Linked DNA regions of Zea mays: region 2 is linked to region 1. A link is a contact called in public Hi-C data. All regions are on one chromosome and are shown on one strand. Each heading gives the region's core, a stretch centred on a gene start, on an enhancer-like site or on the middle of the called end of the contact. The rest is flanking DNA. Distances are from core to core; before and after follow the strand shown. Region 1 holds the start of LOC100276890 (photosystem II D1 precursor processing protein PSB27-H2, chloroplastic). Region 2 overlaps LOC100273070.

What was found. Hi-C and Micro-C count contacts between places; a contact is called where the count stands out from the background.
Region 2: a contact with region 1 is called in a Hi-C map of leaf, with 2.3 times the contacts expected there. The contact joins the enhancer-like site here to the promoter of LOC100276890 in region 1. A contact is called at or near these places in 2 of 25 Hi-C or Micro-C datasets (both in leaf).

The regions. Positions count from the first base shown.
Region 1 is chr5:7,876,493-7,881,298 of Zm-B73-REFERENCE-NAM-5.0, forward strand. LOC100276890 (photosystem II D1 precursor processing protein PSB27-H2, chloroplastic) reads left to right here and starts at 2,678. Exons shown (of 3, transcript XM_008646290.3): 1 at 2,678-2,958; 2 at 3,061-3,425; 3 at 3,508-3,750. The coding sequence starts at 2,835. The coding sequence ends at 3,645. LOC103625887 reads right to left here. Exons shown (of 11, transcript XM_008646287.3): 10 at 4,586-4,745; 11 at 3,779-4,349. The coding sequence ends at 4,349.
Region 2 is chr5:7,994,399-7,999,204 of Zm-B73-REFERENCE-NAM-5.0, forward strand. It overlaps LOC100273070, which reads left to right. Exons shown (of 10, transcript NM_001365730.1): 3 at 1-26; 4 at 205-261; 5 at 353-423; 6 at 580-655; 7 at 735-794; 8 at 929-1,032; 9 at 1,120-1,180; 10 at 1,725-2,277. The coding sequence ends at 2,120. Among protein-coding and RNA genes, the nearest start is that of LOC100273070, 3.5 kb to the left of the region's middle. Within about 2 kb of position 2,558, at least 15 of the 20 cell types and tissues checked have an H3K27ac peak or open chromatin away from gene starts, as enhancers often do. A contact at or near this core is called in leaf, where this site is marked.

The sequences.
Region 1 (4,806 bases), core at 1,428-3,927:
TGTGGGTACATCTAGCACCAGTTTCGAGGGTGTACATGGAGGCTTCGGCTTTGGGACTAGGAATCAAGAAGGAGAGGAAATCCTGAACTTTGCCCTAGCCTATGACATGTTTATAGCAAACACTTTCTTTAAGAAGAGGCAATCCCACCTGGTGACCTTCAGTAGTGGCCAACACACTAGCCAGATTGATTTTGTCCTCTTGAGAAAAGAGGACAGGCATGCCTGCTTAGATTGCAAGGTTATACCTGGAGAGTGTGTGGTAACCCAACATAAGCTTGTCGTTGCTGACTTCCGTTTTAGGATTCGTTTACAACGAAATAAGCATAACAAGGTCACTAGAACAAAGTGGTGGAAGCTTAAAGGTGATGTGGCCCAAACTTTCAAGAAGAGAGTTATCGAGGAGGGCCCTTGGGCAGGAGAGGAAGACGCAAATATCATGTGGAGGAAGATGGCGACATGCATCCGAAAGATAGCTTCAGAAGAGTTTGGGTTGAGTCAAGGGAACAGAAGGGAAGTTAAAGACACTTGGTGGTGGAACGAAGATGTCCAAAAGGCTATCAAGGAGAAGAAAGATTGCTACAAACGCTTACATCATGACAAGTGTGCAGAAAACATAGAGAAGTACAGGATAGCGAAGAAGTCTGCAAAGCGAGCGGTTAGTAGAGCCCGGGGTCAAGCCTATGACGACCTTTATCAACGGCTGGACACAAAGCAGGGAGAAAAGGATATCTATAGGATGGCCAAGATTCGTGAAAGGAAGACAAGGGATGTCAACCAAGTCAAATGCATCAAGGACGAAGCAAACCAACTATTAGTGAAGAGTGAAGAGATCAAGAACAGATGGAAGGAGTACTTCAACAAATTGTTCAATGGAGGGAATGAGAGTGCTACAATAGAATTGGACGAACCATTCGATGACAACAACAGGGGTTTTGTACGAAGGATACAAGAATATGAAGTTAAGGAGGCGCTAAAAAGGATGAAGGTAGGAAAGGCGATGGGCCCTGATGGTATCCCTATCGAGGTATGGAGATGTCTTGGAGACATAGCGATAGTATGGCTGACTAAGCTTTTCAACACCATCTTTCGGGCAAACAGAATGCCTGACGAGTGGCGGCGGAGTACATTAGTACCAATCTTCAAGAACAAAGGAGATGTTCAAAGTTGTACTAATTACCGTGGAATTAAGCTCATGAGCCATACAATGAAGCTATGGGAGAGAGTCATTGAACACCGCCTGAGAAAGATGACGAGCGTGACCCAAAATCAGTTTGGTTTCATGCCCGGGAGATCAACTATGGAGGCCATTTTCTTACTAAGACAACTTATGGAGAGATTCAGAGAACAAAAGAAAGACCTGCATATGGTCTTCATAGACTTGGAGAAGGCTTATGACAAAGTACCTAGGAGTGTAATGTGGTGGGCCTTGGAAAAACACAAAGTAGCAACAAAGTACATTAATCTTATTAAAGATATGTACACTAATGTTGTGACAAGTGTCCGAACAAGTGATGGAGACACCGATGACTTTCCAATTAACATAGGACTACATCAAGGGTCGGCTTTGAGCCCTTATCTTTTCGCTTTGGTGATAGATGAGGTCACAAGGGACATACAAGGAGTTTTACCGTGGTGTATGCTTTTTGCCGATGATGTGGTACTTATTGAGGAGAGTAGGAGTGGTGTTTCTCAAAAGTTGGAATTGTGGAGGCAGACGCTGGAAGCAAAAGGTTTTAGGCTTAGTAGGTCTAAAACAGAGTATATGAAGTGTGATTTCAGTGCCATGGGGTATGAGGATGGCGATGTTAGTCTTGATGGGCAAGTGGTACCCAAGAAAGACACTTTTCGTTACTTAGGATCAATGCTTCAAAAGGAGGGAGACATCGATGAGGATGTCAGTCATAGAATTAAAGCCGGATGGTTGAAGTGGCGACAAGCTGCGGGTGTCTTATGCGACCACCGGGTGCCACGCAAACTAAAAGGCAAATTCTACAGGACAGCAATCCGGCCGGCTATGTTGTATGGAGCAGAATGTTGGCCCACTAAAAGATGACATGTCCAACAACTAAGTGTGGCAGAGATGCGTATGTTGCGCTGGATATGTGGCCACACAAGGAGAGATCGAGTCCGGAATGATGATATACGAGAGAGAGTAGGAGTGGCGCCAATTGAGGAGAAGCTTATGCAACATCGCTTGAGATGGTTTGGACATATCCAACGAAGACCTGAAGAGGCACCAGTGCATATCGGAATAATTAGGCGTCCCGAAAATGTGAAGAGAGGTAGAGGCCGACCAACTTTGACGTGGACAGAGGCTGTGAAGAGAGACCTGAAGGAGTGGAATATTGATAAAGAGCTCGCCGCAGATAGGAAGGGGTGGAAGTGTGCAATTCACGTGCCAGAACCCTGATTGATAGTTTCGCTTTTCCTCCTTAATCGTTTGACCTTTTCTTGTGTCCATTTTAGATCTTGCTGGTCCTTGTGGGTTTTATCTCTTTTATGTGTTTCCCCGTTTCGTTGTTTTCGGTTCTCCTTTGCCTTTGTTTCCCTTTTCTGTTCTTTAGGGGTTGAGCTCTGAGGTTTTCATACGGGGTTTCATCTCTAGCCTACCCCAACGTGCTTGGGACAAAAAGGCTTTGTTGTTGTTGTTGTTGTTGTTGTATATGAACGGCTATATCAAGCCAAGCGCCCAAGCCAATGTAGCGCTGCAGATAAGGTTTTGGATTGGACCAAGCATAGGCTCGACTTGAACCAAGAACAAGGTACGTAGGAGCAATCCAAAGCACCCATTGCACGCTTCTGCATTGCAGAGGTAGTAGCAAGGAGGATCAGCAATGTCTTCCCCTCCGCCGCCTCCGATGTCCACTCTGCACAAGTGCTGCTCGTCGCCGTCGCAGCCATCACCTAAGCTACCGCCTAAGCTGCAGCGAGCTCCGGACAGCAGGCACAGGCCTATCTGTACGTGCCTCATCACCATCGTTCTTGCCCCCTCTTCGCTCCTCCTCCTCGGTGCTCTGGCGTTTGGTTAACTTCCTCGCGTGCCGCCGCGCAACAGAGCAGGCGGCGGAGCCAGGCTGTCGGTCACCAGGAGAGCTCACGCCGCCTCCCTCCTCCTCCTCGGCCTGGCGGGCGGTGCGGTGCCGGCGCCGGTCAGGGCGGCGGAGGACGACGGGAGCAGCGGAGGGGAGGGCGTCCTCGGCGCCATCAAGTCCATCTTCGACCCCAACGAGACGACCAAGGCCGGGAAGGTGCTGCCCAAGGCGTACCTCAAGGCGGCCAGGGAGGTGGTGCGCACGCTCCGCGAGTCGCTGGAGGAGGACGACGGTGGCGACATGGCCAGGTTCCGCCGCAACGCCGACGCCGCCAAGGAGTCCATCAGGGCGTTCCTGGGCGGGTGGAGGGGCCAGCAGGCCGTCGCCGACGAGGTACGTGATCGTGAGGCTCCGCCGATGACCTGATTCTTTTTTAGTTACCCGCCTGCTTCACTGCACTGGCACTGCACTGCAGGAGTCGTACGTCGCGCTGGAGAAGGCGATCAGGTCGCTGGCCGAGTTCTACTCCAAGGCAGGGCCGTCCGCCTCGCTTCCACAGGACGTCAAGAACAAGATCCTCGATGACCTCAGCGCCGCAGACGCCTACCTGTAGATTTTGCTTCTCCTCAGGGACATTGTATTGCATTGCATGCAACGCACATCTCAAACGATGATATGGTTTCGCTCTAGTATAATGACCCGCAAAAGCTTTCCTTCACAGGAAGAACACACACATTCCAACACGATGCAAAACGAAACATTAACAGGGTTTAGGTAACCAATTCCGCGTGACGGATCAGGCGGACTATTTCTAGCTTGCGCATACATTAGTTTATCTTACAGAGGCGAGAACTATCTTACAGAAATGAGAAGGTTCTAGGAATGCGCTAGCGAAAACATTTTTAAAAAAAAAGCTATTAACAAAATAACAACTGGTGTAACATTTACGACGACTCGCCCTCGGAGTTCTAAGTTAACGACCAAAAAAAAACAAAAGAAGTGATATTATCCTCCACATTCTGCATACTGACTTTTCAGCTGCACAGTAAGTTAGCTGGTTCCTGGTTGGAGTAAACGCTTTTCAGTACTGCACGGGCTGATTCTTTTCCCAGGCCGACGAGTCAATGGTCAAATTCTGAGTACAACTACAGGGGTGCCCCGGCAACTAATCTGCAAAAAACCGGAAGCCTCTTTCTGCCAAACGGATGGTTGTCATGCTGGCTGCTGAGTCAAAACTCGAGAGGTACAAAAACAAACGGAGGTTTCGTCCATATAAAGCTTGGGGGGGCCCAGAAAGCTGCAACCAAATCTTACCATCTGCAACAAAGATTAAAAAGGTCATGAGACACGTCTAATTGTGGTGGAATGACTAACATTTGCAGCTATTTTGTGGCAGACCGACAAAGATATCTACGACACACCACCCTATATAGCAGGATTTTTCTTTAACTAGATTACGAAATCAAAATAGGTGACATTCTCAACATTGTAACGTCCATTACGCAATTTATATCGATATCTCAACCAGACATGTAAGCTTTACTTGCACGTACCAGGAAAGAGGAGATCGCTGTGAAACATCACCGTTGCAAGTACCATCGGCATCTTTGCTGGTGTCCCCATGCTCTTTGACCACCGAACCTAGGGGGTCGGCACTTGCACCAGAGCAAAGCGAATCTTCATTGACTACATCAGATGATTTTTCAGTTTTGTCTACAGAAGAGACAGCACCAGCCGTATAAATGTATGGTAACCGTTATATAGAAGGAAATTT
Region 2 (4,806 bases), core at 1,308-3,807, 120 kb after region 1:
ACTATTGCAGTATCATCACTAGCATGGTATGAACAAGTTCTAAATTCTGTATTACCAGTGGTATGGATTTGTAAGTCCTACATTTATTTAGTAGTGAATGTGTAATCTTTTGGCAAACCCACAAAGTCTACTACACTTCAGTTTTATTTGTTTCTCCTTTCATGTCATGTATAACCATGCTTTATCGTTTGCTTGGGATTGCAGAAGTTTTCGCCAGATGGACGGTTCATTGCTACTGCTGATAGGGACTTCAAAATACGAGTGTGTCTTCTGTTCTTTGCACTGATTGACGGCTATCAGTGGATCTTAAATTTGGACTTATTCTCTTATTGTGTTGCAATTAATTTTGCAGGTCACATTATTCCCAAAGAATCCTCTAAAAGGGGCCCATGAAATACAGAGCTTTTGCCTTGGGCATACAGAGTATGTTTGGTGTACAATGCTATTGTTGACAGTTTTTTAATTCTGTTTTTAGGTTCTTTTAATGTATATAACAATTTGGGTTTACTGGTTGGGATCTGTCATAGGAGTTTCAGAGCTTAGTCTATGGTTGACAATTGGTTGTGACTCTTCTTGCAGCTTTGTATCATGCATCACCTTCACTAGCATATCTGAAAACCAGAGTTTTCTTATATCAGGAGGAGGTGATTCAACTGTGGGTACATAGTCTTTTAAGTGTATTGACATGTTTTTTTTCTCTGCAATCTTCTCCTAACATTGTTTCATCTGTTAAGGTTCGCCTGTGGGACTATGTAAATGGATGTCTCCTTGATACATTTCAAGCCAAAGATAAGGTAGCATTTTGGAGAGTTGGAGACATCTCTTTGCATCTTTTGTTAAAAAATACTAATAAACATTTTTTTTGTTCTCAATTTTAAATTTTCCAAATTATTATGGTATATACTACAATTGTTAGAGCTACTTGCAGATGGCAGAACTCTTAGGACCAAATGAAACAGATGATAGCAGCCTAGCCATTACAGATATATGTCCGAGTAATGATGGCTCATTGGTTGCTGTAGCTATTCAAAGGTTAGCTTGACTTGTGGGGCAATGTATCTCCAAGAAAGTGATAGTATTTATTGTGTTCTAACATTGTCCTACTTTTTCACTCTGCAGTTTCAGTGGCATAATGCTTTTAGCATGTGATTTGGTAGGAAAGAAGCTATCTTTCCTAAAGGTATGTCTATTTCGTAGACAATTTGGTGGCCTGAGATAACATACGCAGCCTAGTTCTTGTTTATAAACAAGCTAGGTCTTGCTTATAAACAAGGGTTACCATTATCACTGTTGATACTGGTCTGGTCACTTGGTCTGTAGCCAGAGTTTTATATTATTTATTTATTTGGGTCAGTGCTGATGGCCATTATACTTTGTAGGACCAGAAAGCTTTTCCATGCTAGGTTTAACCTGGTTTTATTGAATTTGGTTTAGTAACCAATAAGCCTAACGTGTAGCTTATTTTGTTTATACCATTATAATGACTTGGCTAGTTTGCAAATACGCCAGTCTTCCTGTCTTACTGGATATGGTAATTAGTCATAAAAGCTGAAATGGACATTTGAATATTTGTGGGGTTCAATTGAAGCATAAAAGTTAAAACTTGGATAGATTTCGACACATTTGTGGGGCTCAACCATGGTGTGTCTTGCATGTCTCAGATGTTCAACAACATTTGCTCTCGTCCCAATGATGATGACCTGATACACCTTATCTAATTGCAGGTGATTACAATGGAAAAGAGTTATATTCCTACTAGCCTAGCATCCAGCCCGTCCTCGGAACTCCTGTGGACTGTCATGGGCGCATCAAACATGCCCAGCCAGGCTTCCTCCCATCTATTGACCCGTTTAAGGATCATCACGTGTTTCCAAAAGGACAGATTATCTTCTTCCGATGCCGGTCCTGCAACCCTTGAAGACGGCGATGTACCCCACGGTGAGAAGCTCCTTCTGGCACTGCAAGGAAGCCTCGACGTCGCGAAGCAAGAGGAGGTGCTAGCTTCAGTGCTGGCTGCGCTGAAGGTTTCCATGCATAAGATGCTGGTGAAGAAGCACTACTCGGAAGAGAGGAGGGAGCAGAGGAAAAGAGGTAGGAACGACAAGAAGATGAAGAACTAGCTGAAAAGAGGATGAAGAACTAGCTCAGCATGCGGTATCGAGTTGCTATAACGGTTCTCTTTTTTGTTTGTTTGTTTTTTTAGAGAAACAAAAACAGATATTACTGTAGTATCAGAAACCGTAAGAGTAATAAATTTGCCAGGATTTTTCTTTTCTTAGTACGAGCGTATTGTAACAGTAATTCATGCTTATCGCTCCCAGTAAAACTGCAGCAGCTTTTGCGTCTCCTTGTCCTCATCCGTCGTGATCCGTGGCTTTAAACGTCACTACAACCAAATGGAATAATTGCAGGAGTTGTTGTGTGATCGTTCCTGCAAGGAATCAAATTGCGGCTGATTGAGCTGCGCCGAGTGACTTGATTGCCTGTCTGTCTGTTTGTCGCCATCTCATCTGACTGATGCCCCCCGGAAGGAACCAATGGGGGAAGCACGGAGATTATTCCGGCCCCGTTGTCGTCTCTCTCCGGAGTCCTGGCGCACGACATGGTCGCCGACGTGACGCCGGTGAGGACAAGCGTTTCTGTTTCCTTTTCGAAAAGCTTACGTGACGTGCCCGATCACGATGTGGTCTCGCCGGCCGAGCTGGAACGAACGGCCTGCGCACGCCCAATGCTTGCGGTGGTGTCGGGAGGAATAAAATATTATGCTCATGTACGTTTATATTATTGTATGTATTTCCCGTCCCTCCAACGGCCTGTTTGTCGCCTACGCTTGAATTTGAAGAGCATATGGGTCTTTCTTTCATGTATTTCCATAGTATTGCATCAAACTTTACAGCCTTTCATGCATTTTCCGGAGGATTTTTGGCATCATCGGAAGTCACGACTTTCATGGAAATATGCCTTTCGTGGGATGTGGAGCATTGTTCGTCTCATCCATGAACGAAACATGAACACAATATGAGGAGATGAAAAGGGTCGAACGACAAGACAAGTTCGGGAGACGGGACCCTATCAACTGAGAACGAGAGATGCAAAGCAAAGGCAGGCACGAAATATGGTCAGGTAGATTAGAGTTCTCCGCAACCGCAAGAAGGTCAACAGCATGATGGCTGCCTTTTGCCGCCTTCTTTCTGGCGAAACATGGCAATAGCCCATCCGTTCACTTCTCAAATGCGTCTCTAAACAATGTTATCTTGTCCTGCTCTGTTCAGCCGTGCTTGTCACAGAAGCTACGTGCCAGGTTTTCCATGGCTACCAACCCTCTGATTGGCCCTTCAACCAACATGACGAACTGCAGCTTGGATGTGTGCTCGTGCGTGCTTGCTGGATGACAGGGGAAGTTCAGTCCAAACCGGATCAGAACAAATGCGAAATATCTGATGAACAGTATGGCTGCCCAAGATCTCCAGTGTCCATACGTGACAAGGCAAAGCTGAATTCACCGTCACGTTTTGACGATCCAGAGACCTGCGGTTCAACGCTTTGCCCCAGGCGCCGCCGGATTGGCCCGTGAAGGGACCATCAGATTATCTATTTCACAAAATAAGGTCTTTAAAAAATAACAGCTAAAATAAATAAAAGTAGTCGTCAAACCTAAAATACACTACCAAATAATGTTAGTTCAAATGGTCATGTTGATCATCAAATCTAAAATCTTACTTTATATAGTCGTCGAAACATTTTCCTTACAATCCCCCTCTTTTTAGTCATTGATGCCAACACGATCAAAGCAAGCGAATAATATACACCTAAATTAAAGTGTAATCTACTTGCTAGGATACACTGCAGAGGTAAGATTATAAGATGCTAAAAGATGCAGCTTGAATATACGGATAAAACTTATTTTGCTTTGGTCGATATCCCCATCATTCAATTTCGCCTTTTCTAGGACCACTTCCCAATATAGAATTATCCTCTATTTTTTTCTTATAATATAACCTTCCCCTTTACAACCTCCCTTTCAAATATTACTAGGTGGGTGCCCGTGCATTGCAACGGTAACATATAATATCACGATAACTTATGTACAAATGTATATTATATTGAAATGAAAAATATTTCGTAATCCACTTGTGATCTAGCCATACATAATTGTTATTATATCTTTTAAGGTATGTAAAGATCCAATTTTAGTATTTTATCATATTGATTACATAGCTCTATTAGTCGAATGCATCAATAAACTTCATTTAGAAGTAGACAATATACACATCATAAAATAGACGGATTTGGTATGAACCAATGGCAAAGTTGTTCTAAAAAATTAAGAGAACCAACATCTTTTCCATTAGGCACCACATACTCAAAGCATGTAAGTTTCTTCCTAAAAAGCAAACATCAGATGAAGTTCGCTAGTACAATGCCCATGCACTGCAATGACATACAAATTGTTCGATTTGATAAATTGTTAGTGCACAATAATTTCCACATCTACATATACAATGCAATCGAACATATAAAAAAGAAACTAAAAGGTTAGCACAAAGTTGAAAGCATGGATTAGGCAACAACATGCAGCAATCAGGAGAATATATACCTTCAATTCAGAATCCACTTTTGATTTTGCTCTACATCCATGAGATAGATGCAAATAAGTAGCCAGAAAGAAAATGCAAAGAAGGTTTTTGTGCATCAATATCACACCTCTTTGGTCGGAACAACAAAGGGAGGTCCATAAAAATAGAGTAATTCTCTGTGATGGCAAAGTCATGCATCATTATAGATTCTAGTATGGATGCCTTGTTG